2 separate regions of the Rattus norvegicus genome follow, and region 2 is linked to region 1. A link is a contact called in public Hi-C data. All regions are on one chromosome and are shown on one strand. Each heading gives the region's core, a stretch centred on a gene start, on an enhancer-like site or on the middle of the called end of the contact. The rest is flanking DNA. Distances are from core to core; before and after follow the strand shown. Region 1 has its middle 11 kb from the start of Rxylt1. Region 2 holds the start of LOC134479882 (a long non-coding RNA gene).

Evidence for each region. A called contact is a pair of places that touch in the nucleus more often than the background predicts.
Region 2: a Hi-C map of the Rat2 cell line shows a contact between it and region 1, with 6 times the contacts expected there. The contact joins two enhancer-like sites. A contact is called at or near these places in 4 of 12 Hi-C or Micro-C datasets (the A7r5 cell line, the Rat2 cell line, Schwann cells and 1 more).

The regions. Positions count from the first base shown.
Region 1 is chr7:59,675,793-59,682,816 of GRCr8, reverse strand. No RefSeq gene overlaps it. Among named protein-coding and RNA genes, the nearest start is that of Rxylt1, 11 kb to the right of the region's middle. Within about 2 kb of position 4,571, at least 2 of the 93 cell types and tissues checked have an H3K27ac peak or open chromatin away from gene starts, as enhancers often do.
Region 2 is chr7:60,349,640-60,356,663 of GRCr8, reverse strand. It overlaps Ppm1h (protein phosphatase, Mg2+/Mn2+ dependent, 1H), which reads right to left. Exons shown (of 10, transcript NM_001271079.2): 4 at 175-287. It overlaps LOC134479882 (a long non-coding RNA gene), which reads left to right and starts at 926. Exons shown (of 2, transcript XR_010053726.1): 1 at 926-1,692; 2 at 4,171-7,024. Within about 2 kb of position 4,218, at least 55 of the 93 cell types and tissues checked have an H3K27ac peak or open chromatin away from gene starts, as enhancers often do.

The DNA.
Region 1 (7,024 bases), core at 3,322-5,821:
GACCCCATTTCCCAATTTTTGTAAAATCAAAATGTAATTGAAGATCTTTTTTTCCCAGGGCTTTATAAAGATTTCAGTATCTATTTAATGCCTCCTGTTTCTGTTCAAATAAATTTCTACATCCTCAAGCTCAAACATATAAATAGATGTAGGGAAAGTTACATTACCCTTGGGACATGGACGTTTTTAATCAAGAAAAGCCAGTTTAGACAAAACACGGACATGCTGCAAGTCTTCAGGGTTTTATGCAATGCTGCACTTGAGCACCTACTGACTTGAGTTAGAACATAAACCAGAACCTATAGTCAGAACTGATATTTGAAGGCATAAAAGTACAGATTTTGACATTATCCTGTTCAGTAAGCAGAGGCAAGGAATATGAGTGATCTGAGAAAATTATACTATTTTAGTAAAGGCAAACAACATAAAAATACTGTAATTCTCAAACTACTGGGGTAGCCAAGGATTCCACAGGAAGTCTAGAACCATGGTCCCTTCTGTCTCCTCCCTAGGCTGACTTCACTCTGGACGTGGGAGTGCCAATGAACTTCAATGCAGGTATCCCTGTAGGAAAGTAATCTTAATACAATGTTTTTCTAAAGTCTGTCACATGTGATATTTTTTAAAGTATCACCTAAAGTTTGAAAATCTAATGTTTTTGTAAAATAGCTCAAGTTTTTCTAAGGTTTTTGGTGCTTAGGGTTTAAGCATGAATGGGATGGTGGCCTGGCAAGAAACAGAAGTAGATACAAAGTTGCCACTCAATGTCTCTATCTTTCACACTGATACACAGCCCAAACAAAATCCCTCAAGACCCCACACTCCTAATGCAAAGCCGAAGGCTGTCAAATGTCCTGCTAAAAAAGTAGCACAAGCATGCACTGCATGATGAACAGCCCTTTTCTCCTGTGATGAACTCTGAGGTATTAACGACGCTCCCCGCCTGTCTCAGTGATGTCCCTCTGCTGCAGTTCATAGCATCAGCTCCCAGGGCCACAAGACATCAGCTATTCCTTAAATGGAACAGGCTTCCGGTATAAGAGGCAAAGCCAGCCATTCCTTGTGCAGCTGAAACCCTACCAGTTTCAGCAACACTGACCTCACCCAACTGTCTACAGACGATGAGCGGAATAGTTTGTTGACAGAGGTTAAAAGTACGTACATTAGCCAGATTTCAGGCTCTCCTCTGGATTGGACTTGTGGTTTGATAGCAGTTATAAAGCAGACCACATAACAAAGTGACTTTTTCTGTCATTTGTTTTAATTCCAGGCTATCCAAGTTCAGTTATTTTGTGGGGCTTAACAACTATAATTAGCTTACTTGTTTATATTTCTCAAAGACTTCTGCTGACATTCAAAGTTTATAATTTCATAAGTAAGGCGGAATAGTGGACTGTGTCTGGCTTCTCCTTTCTTCCACTCCATGTGACACAGTCCTATTATTTCTGACATGATACTGAGAGGATATTTCAAACTACAGAAAACATCCCAACCCAAAAGCACTCAGAGCACAATACCCAGTGCATAGTGGTTACATAAGAAATCTTTTCATACAATTGATTGATTAAGTAGATGAACTCTTTGTAGCATATAACAGAACAGAAAATAGTTCATTTTTGCCTTTTACTCAGGATCAGTGCCTCAAGCATTACATTCTGGTCTTGTCTCAGTGCCACATTTTTAATTGTTTAATCAATCTTCTTATTCACAAAGAATTTATATACCAAATTTTTATCCTTAAACACTGACAAGTTTGAACAAATGTACATACCCAAGGACAACTCTTCAGCCTTACAAATATGTGTGTACATGTGTGCATGTGTGCATGTATGTGTGCATCTTTGTGTGCATGTGTGTGTGCATGCGTGCGTGTGTGCATGTATGTGCGCATCTTTGTGTGTATGTGTGTGTGCATGTGTGCATGTATGTGCACATGTATGTGTGCATCTTTGTGTGTATGTGTATGTGCATGTGCATGCATGTATATGTGCATTTTTGTGTGTATGTGTATGTGTGTGCATGTGTGTGCATGTGTGCATGTATGTGGGCATGTGCTCGTGTGTGTGCATATGTGCATGTGTGCATGTATGTGTTCATGTGTGTATTGTTATATTTGTGGATGGGGAAGCTGAGCATAGCTCTGAATATGACTTCAAATCTGGGATATTGTTTTTGCCATGGGGTTCTGCTGGCTTGAAAACCAATATGGGGGCTGGGCAGATGGGTCAGTGATTAAGAGCACTTGCTGCTCTTGCAAAGGACCTGAGCTCAAATCCCAAATTTAAATTCCACATCTGGCAGCACACAACCACCAGCAACTCCCATTCCAGGGGATCCTCTGCCCTCTTCTGACTGCCACCAGTACCCACCCACAACCCACATACAGACACATGCATACAATTTAAAAATAACTTTAAGATCAGTGTAAATGCATGGAATCATCTCCACAATTGGAATACTGAAGGCCTCCATTACCTCAAAAGCTTCCTCCAGCTGCCCTTGGCTCTCGGGCCCTTCCCAGACTGTGGCCCTGGCAGCAGGGGGGTCTGTTCTCTGTCCTCATCAATAATGTCATTTCAGTTCAACCACAAAGTATAACCTTCTGACCACCCCCCTTTTACTCAGTATTTTGGGATCCTTTCATGTGAATTCATCCTTTTTTATTACTATGATGTCTAATTTTGTTAGTTGAATGGCTCACAGTTTATTGTGGACATTTTAAGGCACTCGAGGTGTGACCAGTTCTTGACACCTGGGAATAATGTTGCAATAAAATAGAGATGGCATTTTGTATGAAAATCAGTTTCTCTAAAATAATGAGTTCCTGTGTTCCTGCAATTATTCTACCTCTTTATTGACACAGCATTGTCAGGATATTTTGTTTTAGTTTTGTTGTCATTTATTAGTTATTCTAGATGAGAGTCTTCTCACACACATGTGCCACATGTATGCCTCATTTGAGAAAGCAGTGTGACGGGTCCTCTTCACTGTCAACTTGACAAGATTTAGGACCATGACAACATACCTCCAGGACTCTGTCTATGAGGGTGTTTCCAGGAAAATTTAATGGAGCACAGGAGACCCACCTTGAACATGAGATGTGTCATCCCATGGGGCTGAGTTAAAAGGAGAAAGGAAACTAAGCCCCGGTAACCAGCTGTGTTTCCTCCTGACTGCAGACACACTGCAGCCAGATGCTTCACCCTTCTGCAACCCCACCTTCCCCGGCGTAGTGAACGTACCCTCAAACCACGATCCAAAATAACCCTGTGTTTTCTTAAATTGCCTCTGTCCATTATTTTCTCACAACAGTGAGGAAAACAATTTGTACAAACATCTCCAATATTTTGACCTTTATTTTCCACCAGGAACTTGTTTTCTTGCCATGGTGTATCGAGACCACACTTTACATTGTGGATACATTTGGTTGTGTATATGATTTGCAAACATTTTCTTCCTGTTATCAATTTTTTTTCAGAGATTTTGGGGTTTGGTGTCATATGTGAAACTTACTGCCCATCCCTAAGTAATGAAGATAATTTTCTATGATCTCTTTTTAAAGCTTTATAATTTTCTATTTAACCTATGGTCCATTTCAAGGTAACTTTACAGAAGTTCTGAAAATTATGACTGTTTTCCTCATGGATATTTAATTATCCATGAGGAAATTGTTTTTCCACTGATTTTTGAAGAAAAATTACCCAAATGTTGGTCTGCACATTAACACTTGGATGCTCTTTCGGACCCTTGGGCTCACTGACAGCAGTGTCGTGATCACTGTGGCTTTTTCCTCAGTCTTGGAGTGAAGTTCCATGATTCCTCTGTTTTCCTGTCCCTTATTTAGGCTGTCATCATTCTCATGATTTCCCATGTACATTTACAATCAGCTTGTCCACGTTTCTAAAGCATCGAGGTTCAACATTTATCGGTGTTTACTGAAATCTATCGGTAATTTAGAGAACAGTTGTTGATCTCAAGCACGTGCTTCCTGATGAGTATTCGTCTCCAGCCATTTAGGTCTTTCTTTTTCATTCTCATTGTATTTCAGCATACAGATTCTGTACATGCTATTTTTTAATAAAGATTTATTATTTATTATATATATAAGTACACTGTCACTGTCTTCAGACACACCAGAAGAGGGCATCAGATCCCATTACAGATGATTGTGAGCCACCATGTGGTTGCTAGGATTTGAACTCAGGACCTCTGGAAGAGCAGTCAGTGCTCTTAACCACCGAGCCATCTCTCCAGTCCCCGTGCATGCTTTGACTGGACGTAAGTCATTTCCCGCACAGTAAGATGACTTCGTTTTCTCTGCTAGGCTATAGGAGTAAGATGTGCTGCATTTCACCGTGGCTCTTCCTGAGAGGATAAAGGAATGACCTGCCCTTGTGTCACACGGTGTACAATTCAAGAAACTGGAAATATTTCCGCAGTAGTAGAAGATGTGGAAGAATAAGATAAACTATCAGCTAGGAGTGTCAAACATCTGCAGCATTTTGGTAGGGATCATGAATGAAACTTACCCTGTCCACTATGAAATTACAGAACTATTCCGGAAGTCTAGATGTTGACTAATGACTCGGGAGTTTAGTCAGAAGCCCCAAGACACTCACTTGGAAAGCAAGCTGTCATCACCAACCTTGGGACATTTCTGGGAGTTTTCATTGAAACAAACAGTTTTTTTGTCTCTTAAAGTGGCAGGCCATAAATAAATAAATGGCTGACAGAGGAAGGTGACTCCTGATCCAGCGAGCCATGAAAGTAAATTAGTGACCCAGGGGTCCCAAGATCCTACTCCCCCTCTATGTGAGAGCTTTCTGTACGCACCACAAAGATAAATAACACTTTTAGACGTCAAGGCTGGACTCCTCCAGAATCACAGGGCAGAGCTGCTGTCCCAGCTGAGTGCATTATAGCACAGCCCTATTCGCATATTAAAGGGGCAGAGATTTTTAGGGAAACGAACTGCTAGTGACAATACTCAGCTTGACCTCCGTGAGCGAACGCCAACCATATCATAGCTCAGATCCACACAAGCCCCTCCCGTCTCTGCCCTCTGCAAAGACTAGCAATACGCTTTCCATATCCAAGCTTGATTGTAAAACATCTTTGCTCTGGATTACAGGGAAGACCAAGCATATTTTGAGGCTTGGTCAAAACAAGACTAAAGAGTTTGGTTTGAACCGACAAGCGAACTGGTGTCAAAAAAAAAAAAAAAGCTGTTTTTAAACAGTAGCGAAACAACACACTGTACAGTGGGTGAATACCCTATCAGCAGAACGAATGGTGGCACACGACCTTCACGACCTTTGGCCTGTTAGTAGCATCCATGTCACTGTGGCAGGGCATCGTCAGTGTAAACATTTCCCAGAACCAGGAGCAATAGTATTTTCCTGAGTTTTAGCCAGATATAGTACATGAAAGACTCTACCCGAGCCAATCACAGTGAAGGAGGGGTAAATCGCAGGAACAGCAAGGAGGGGACGGACAAGCCTCAGCACACAGCCCATGGTGCCAACCCCGATAAATCTTTCTTTTCTCTCACTTTTTATCCCATTTGGATCCTCCAGTGAAGAGACCTGGAAACAGCTTGCTCCTAAAACATTGGCCATGTTTACACATCCTTAACAACAAACCCGGAGTTCTATTTGCAACATCCTGTTCTTAAAAACCCAAAACAAACATTACAGATTTACAGATATAGATCCACCTTTTGTAACATATTTTTAAAAGAACATTATCTTTTTTCAGAACGTATCAGAAATCTCTAGGACAAATGCAGCGTTCAGATATTTAAAAGCTTGCCTGCAGCGCCCTCTTCTGTTCATTATGGTAAAGTGCGGTTTCCCATCTGCCCTACAGAATAAGGTCTTGGCAGAACTGTTTGCAAATTTTGCAAATTTTGGACAGTTTATTTCTAGTACCTTTCTTTTTCTTGCTATATTAAGAAGGTGCAGTGTCGGGTTGGGGATTTAGCTCAGTGGTAGAGCGCTTGCCTAGGAAGCGCAAGGCCCTGGGTTCGGTCCCCAGCTCCGGAAAAAAAAAAAAAAAAGAACCAAAAAGAAGGTGCAGTGTCAAAGAAAAGAGCACAAAATCTATTACAATGATTGAGTTCCTTTCCCAACCCCCTCCCCACACACACGATTTTTTTTATTTAAACTGTAAGGTTGGACCATGTGCCTCAAACGTTGTTTCTCCAGATTGATGGTGTTAGCATCTTACATAACCACATGTATTGGTGGGATGACCTCTGGCATCACACATTAACCAACAACTGCTCATGGTAGCCTTCTACCAAGAGAGTAATCTACCAGACACTGCTGCACTGTCTGCTGTTGCCACCACAGAGGCAGCGGCACACACTGTCATTTTGACATAAAGAAGGGTCATTTGAAGAGGAAGGAGCCCTGTTTGCTCACACCCACTGTTGCATGGCTAAAATGAGGGATGAAGATGGGGTCTGGGGCAAATACTTATTCATTGCCTGCACACATGTTTAAGAACATCCTCCAGATTCCACCTGTCCTCTGAACAAAGATGAAACTCAGTTACTGAATGTTGGCCTTTAAGAGCCCTGTGACGCCATCTCTTGGCAGCAACACTGAATTCCACTTTGGGAAACAAAATGGTTTGCTCTGGGACAATCTTCGAACACCCTCAAAACACATTTACAGAAAACCTCTTGTTCGACTCCTAAATCCGACATGTCACCAAACTGTGTGTGTATTTTGCTGTGTTGCCATTCAGAATGTAAAATGTCGCACACTCGCTTGTCAGTTGGTGCTCCGAATATCGCTGTATCGTCAGCAGAACCTAAGCAATTCTGGGTTAGCAAATAATGCAGACCCTTTAGAGGTGTTGTGATATACAGGAAGTGAGACTTATTTTTTCTGATCAAGGCACTTGGCCATGGCCCTTCAACGGGGGCTTCCCTGTTCATGATAATCACACACACACCGTCAGCAGTGAACAGGCAACCTTCTCCTTGGAGTGCAACCACTGTCACTTACAAAGTCAG
Region 2 (7,024 bases), core at 2,969-5,468, 670 kb before region 1:
TAGGACAGCCAGGGCCATACCAAACCAACCAACCAACCAGCCAAACAACCAAATATATTCCTGTCGAGATGCAGGAAGCGTGTGCTTCCCACATTTAATTCCAACCAGAATAACTTTCTTTTAAATCGTTTAATTCTTAAAGAGCAGGTAGACCTGAGCTGCTCATGTGCTCACCTGCTGTCACCTGCATTTGCCACGTAGAGCTTCCCCAGAAGGCAAACCACGATGAGGGCCGTGCAGCCACCGGATATATTATATGCACTCCTCTCCCGTTCAATTTGAAGGTCCTGGAGAAGAAAGTGAAGTCAGTGCGGTTGTGCAGGACTTGTGACTAAAGCAAGCCTTCCTCCTTTCAACTTGGCACAGTCTCACAGACTGGATGTGCTTTCAGAAGGGAACAGACAATCCTCAGAACCTAAAAGGCTTCTCTGGGGGGGTGTGTCACAAAACTCCAGGCCCCTGCAGACCGGAGAGTCGAACCAAAGGACAGACACACACAGACACACCAGGCAAACATGTGGAGAGGAAAATGTAAGTCCCAGCTAACAGACACCATGGCTCACGGGAGATCTATTCTGTGCACAGGCTGCCTAAGTTGCTAGGCAGGATACAGAGTAAGCAGAGGAATGACAAGTACCTGGATGTAAACCATGTTTTTAATACAAAACCTCGAATAAGGAGCTCCTTCAAGGTTCAGTAAAAAGAGGCAACCGAGAGAACGGACTCTCTGCCATTCAACGCAGAGGTTTCTGAACTCAGCCCCCTCCTCCGCAGCCACACTTCACACACTCCCAGTGCTGGAGCAGCCCACAGACACTTCCTTACGCCAGGCACCGGGCTGAGGGCCTTGCACGTGCAATCTCAACATATCGTCTGGACCATCGTTACTGACACGTTGTTCAGACGCAGAGACGTGAGAATACCACCCATATTCACCTGGATGGATCAATCTATAGTTAACCAGTTGTCCTTCAAAGCCTGTATGACCTGACACACAATGAAACAGTCTCGAGGAAAATTAAAGGCAGACCAACACCCTCGCTGATAGACAACGTTAACACCATTCTGCGTCACTGAAAGAGCCAACAGTCTGTGTCTTTGGGAAAACAGCGGCTGAGTGGTGACTCCTATTCCCTACACTCCTATTCCCTATTCACCCACTGCTGAGGCAGAGTGAGAGAGAAGGTAGGTTGGGTAAAAACTGTGAGAGGGAGAAACGGTACCCGGGATGCCCAGACAGTGCTGAGGTCTTGGGTATTTTTGTGAGTCCTAAAGTCTCAGAATTGAAGTTAGCTGCTTCCTGTGGCCTCCTCAGGAAAAGGCGGAGGGGGAAGGGGGGAGGAGGGAGGGGGGAGGGGGAAGTGGGGGAGAACATCTAATCATCCAGCATTGGACCACAGCGGCTGTGTTCCAGGTGTTAGGAGTAGGGACAGAACAAGCAATAGCTTCCCAAGCTGAGGAGGGCACAGACTGGGGCAGCAACTGCTTAAAAGAACACGGAAAAAGATGGCTTCCGCTGCCTATGCCTGCAGCCCTTGCATGCAGGAGCGTGATACAGAAGGCTGACTAGGGCTATTACTAAGACCCTATATAAAAACGGTAAATAAAGAGGTGGTTTAAAAGGCCATACAGGAGGGAGAGACTAACGTCGAGGACCAGAGCCAGGTTGAGGAGCTGAGGAGCCATGGTAAGGTACGTATGGGGGCTGTGGTGTGTGTGAGGCTGTGGTATGTGTGGGGGTCTTGGGGTGTGTGAGGGCTGTGGGAGTTTAAGAAAACCAAGAAGCCTTTTCGGGAGAAGACAGCAACTTCAAGGGCTACAGAGGGGCCGAGCATGAGCGCTGTTCAGTGGGCTACACTGCCTTTTAGCATTTACTTCCTTAAATGCTCTATAAACTGTTTCCTTAAGGAGTGCTAGGAAGATTAAATTCGGGGTGGGGGTTGAGGTCAGGTCTCAGCCACAGTCACAGGATCCTTACCACAGCCTGGAAATGTCACCATTGAGAGCAGTGGCCATTCTTGTCCCCTTCAGACCCTTGGCCTCTGTATCAGGGCCAGTTAAACATCGCTTTAGTAGTGTCTATGAATGGACCTATAAAGGAATGGACTTAACAAAAAAAGTCTGGATTTCTAAACCAACATCTCACCCACCACCTTACCCATGAGAGGAGAAACAGAGGCTCCTTCTCACAAATACCACATTTACCAAGCAGATGCACATCGAGATACTAAGAACCCTGGCTGCAGCTGACTGCCAGTGCTCTAGAGAGAAGCCTATGACATCATGTGCCAAGGATGGTAGGAAACTCAAGGTGAAGGGTAGGAGGGGCGTGTGGCTCTGTGGGGAAGTCTCTCAAGGAAGAGAGAGGAAAACACCAAGAGATCTGGGTTTTTCTGTTCAGTGTCTAGAATATAAAGAATCCCTCTGTGGGAAGATTTGTTCATTTTTTTTACATCAAAAGTTAAAAAGTTTGATGTATATATATTTAAAATATAATAAATATATAAAGTAGTAAACCCAAGTCCAGATCCACCATCACTATTTTTCGTATATTAAAAGGCACAGTTCAAGCTATGGAAAATTTTCCTTCTTACTTGCAATCAATATCCGTTGACTATGTAAGTCTGAATGAAGGGCACTATTTATTAAAGATTCTTGAAGCATCCAAGTGTTTGCATGCTGCATATGGATTGGAATCTGGATGGCGTTTGACAGGCTTAAGTGAATTATTAGTGCAATCCGAAAGAGGAAAAAGAAAACCCTACACAAAGAGTCCACGTTAAAGGGCTGTTCGTGGTAAAGAATTCTCTAGGGATCGAAGCAAATAAGCTTATTCTGGGTCACAAGTGGGAACGCTATTTATCATGTAAGAATGATTTTAAAAATGACTTAATCCTTGGGAGGGATCAAGACAGTGTTCAACAATAAGATGTTCTGTTACAGCAGTGGAGTTCATATTTACTTTTAATGCTGGGGAACATTCTGGTTACTTTATTCAGCTTGTACCTTAAGATAAATTAACAGTATGGTTCTGCGTGTGTGTGTGTGTCTGTGTGTGTGTAGACAGACAGACAGACAGACACACTTTATTCAATTTGCTCCTGCCTTTCCTATATTTCAACTGTATATTATTTCTCTACCTCTCCCTGAATAAGCAATGTTACTTTCTTACGGAGAATGGATTCGAGACTAGCTACTTTTGAATCCAAGCAACCCTGCTTCCTCCCACATGCATGGTCTGACCAGCCCCTCCCCCACACCTGTGAGGGAGGCACACGTGCACACACAGTACTTAGAAGTGTGTTCTCTGCCAGCACTGTCGCTGGGATGTTTCTGCAGACTTCATCCCCTGAAGAATTCACTGACATTAACACACACTCTTCCATTTCTTCTAAAACTGTGTGCAACTAGAACAGATTCTAAAAATAATTGCTTCTCTCCCCTCCTCCCTGGAAGCCAAAATAGCACATTTTATTTTTTTTTCCTACCCACACCACCTACTCCTCTCTAGAAGATTCAGAAAATCTTTGTACTAAAAGGAACATTAAAGGACCATCTGGGTGGCTCTTTTACTATGAGATTAAACACGATAAATGCAGTCAATAAAGATATATTTACTGTGGAATGAACCACTTTTCCCTTTCCTCAGTCTTTCAAATCGGGCTAAGCTTTTTGCACTTTTACAAAAAATAAAAAAATAAAAAAAATCACACTGTCTATTTTTTAAGCCCTTGAGTTTTCAGTATCTTTTTCACAAGCTAACGTGATCAGGAGAAAAGCTGCCTACTGCTGTGTGCTGAACAGGAGCTCCAGGACTTCTCTCCATTTTAGTTGCCGGTGGATTCCAAGACATACAGCTAGAATGAGGAGCTAGCAAACATCTACCTACTAATTCCTTCCAAGTGTGGTCTACATGGGAAGGGACCAGAGAACTGAGTCTCTGACTGCTCAGTCCGGGGTCCCAATGCCCAGTGGAGGCAACGTGTTACTGAGAGGAGCTGAGTTATTCTGTTGCAACGGCTTAGACAATATGTTAGGGCGAGGCTCGTCTCTGAGTCAAAGAAAAGAGCCAATTCTTACGCTGCCTGCTTTTATTTGCTGTTTTTGTTGTTGTTGTTGTGGCAAGGGGTGGGGGCAGAGAGTGTGTGTAATGTGAGGCTCACTCAACAGGAAAGAGCTGCAAGAAAGAAAAAAAAAGCATATTTATCATCCGGAATGGCTGTAATTTGATTTGAAAGTCTCAGAGATGACGTGACTCCAGGCTCAGCCTTTGTTGCTCACCAGTTCCAGGTTGTGAAAAGAAAGCGCTGCGGGTCAGCAGAAGAAAGCCAGCGCCAGGCAGTTTTAATATACCTGGCAGCTCCCCCTGGCTGGGTTATAATATGGCTCTGAGCATGCTGCTAATAGTGTCAGTCACAAATAATAAGCTTCTGCATGGTTTCAGTATCCGGGTCTCATCCTGGCTTATTCTGAGAACAAGGCCATCTGCCAGCTAGGCAATGAGTTTCAAAGAGAAGAAGGAAAAACAGAAAAACGGGACTGTCCAATATCGCCACCTGCTGACTGCTGTGGAATTACAGGCCCATCCCTTCCTAGAAGAACTTCCAGCTGCAAACAAAGACTAAGCTTAAATAAAGAAGTTTAAACTTACCGTGAGTAGGCTGATTGAAATTCTAGACTTTATAAATTAGCAATTACCTTTGCATTCATTCTTATGATTGTATAATGTCGTTATATACTGCCCACACTTTCCAGTACTAGAAAATATGTAGTAGCCTTACAAGTTAAAACATTGTTACTTTGGGGGCTGACTAAACAACTCAGTAGTTAAGAGCACTGACTGCTCTTCCAGTGGGCCGGTGTTTGATTTCCTCAATCCACGTGGTGTTTTCCAACCATCTATAACTTGAGTTTCCAAGGGGGATCTGACACTTTTTTTTTTTTTTTTGGATATTGCACACATGTGGTACACAGACGTACATGTAGACAAAACACCCATATAGATAAAACAAAAATAAATCCCATGAAAGCTATTTTCTCCCTTATTAAAAAAATTACTAGGACATTCTCAGTTGCAAAGAACTTGCATGCATCATGTTACTGGGAAAACTGGGGTTCCCTTCGGGGTTCTCAATAGAAGAATTTTGAAATAGAGTCAGAAGAAGGAAGCCTCTGGACAATTTGTTTGTAGGCTCTGAGAGGAAAAACAGGAAGCCAGGCAAGCTGTAATCTTGGCAGTCGAGGAAGCAGGAGAGAGAAATCTGTGCCTTTTGAGGTAGGGTCCAAGAAGGCTGGCATGTTCAGCATCGGAGGCTGGCAGAAGAGGGAGGTCTTCAGAGAAAAGTGAGGAAGCTCAGAGTATCAGGGTTAGGCTTGAAAAATAGTTAGGCCTGAGGAAGAAGGAAATGGAAGGGTAGGAGCTCACAGGGTGGAAGCTCCACAAGGCCCTGCACTGAGGGAAGGGCTTCTGTTAAGTACAGTATTTTTTAAAGGCTTCCATAGCTTTAGCATGCCCTCAGGTGAACCATGTGTCCCGTGAGGCAGGTGTTTGGCACCACAAGCTAGGTTAATTCTTGGGGAAGGAGAAAATGGGTGCAGTGTTCTGAAGTTTGGGCAGATGGCCACTCAAGGCCAGAGGTGGATTCCATTCTTTGGGCTAAGAGGAAGTAGCTTAATGGTCTCAACAGAACACTGGCACTCCCATCTGATAAGTTCAAATACTACAGGGGCCAGTTTAGATTCCTCCCTCTCTAGGGCTACCAGGGAAATGACAGGTGAGGTCCAAAATCGGCCACAGGGAGGGGCCCATCCTCAATGGCTTCTAAGCTCAAGAAGATCTGCCTGGCTACCTACCTAACAATACTGAAAGGAAGTCAGTGAGCATTCGGAGAGTCTCTCAGCTTTCTCCTGAGCTTAAATCTTGTAGGTGGTAAGCTCAAAGGCTTGTCTGGCTTTGTTCCCAATCTTTGACAGCCACTCTAGTGATGGAATTAACTTCTTCTATGACTCTGAAGTGTTGTCTATTCAACCCAAACATTCTTTGTAGAGGGTTGTGCAGGGTGTGTGAGAGTAGGGATGGGGGTGGTTGGAACTAGGACTCAGAATGGTTATCTCATTCACACCTGTCACCCTGGGCCAGGAAACAATCAAGCTGCTGACCTAAGCACTGTTAGAAGGCGGACTTGAACCCACAAAATTGGAGATAAGGAAATTGGTTGCATTTAGCATTTCAAAAACAAACAAACAAACAAACAAACAAACAAAACAAAACAAGAAATTCCTCCAAGCTTTGCTTTGAGACAGAGAATCCCTAAATCATCTATTAGCAGGAGAACCAGGGAAGAAAACGGATTTACGGATTTTATATGAGGTGACAGTAACCTTTCAGCTATTATTTTGAGGCTACTGAAACAATTTCTATGCTGTCAATTCTGAAGATCACCCCATGCAATCAGTGGCTAAATTTTGGAGATTCTCCTTTCAAGAGACCACAGTCAGTTTTCTGTAGTGGAAACAGGAATTGGCCTTCTCAGTAGGAAGTCAGATCTAAGACATGACATGACAAAGGGGCTGTCGAGCTAAACCTGTCCCTAAGAGCTTGCATGGTGAGTGGTCAGAGCTAGAAATCATGCTAGTGGTCAGAGGTCACCACCTCTCTACACCTCTCACACTGTTCAGGCAACTTGAGCAAAGGAACTGTTTCAGAGAAGTTCAGAGTGCTTGTTCAAATCATGCCTTTTTTTCTTCTGTTGGTCTAAATTTTGTAAAAACTACCCATGTGCCTTAGAGATGGGTGGTCCTTTTTTTCTGGCTAGGGATTTCCAAATACATTTTGGAGTGCTATCATCATTTTATTACTGGCTTTGACATCATTTAGAACATCACAGTAATGTAACTGGGATATGGCACAATATTACAGTGATCAGTAGCTTTTAAGGCCACAGAGGAATGGGCACCACCTTCCTTCTCCCTGGAGAAGAGTAGGAAAGGAAACTATCCAACTGCTCTGTTCTTTCTTACACCT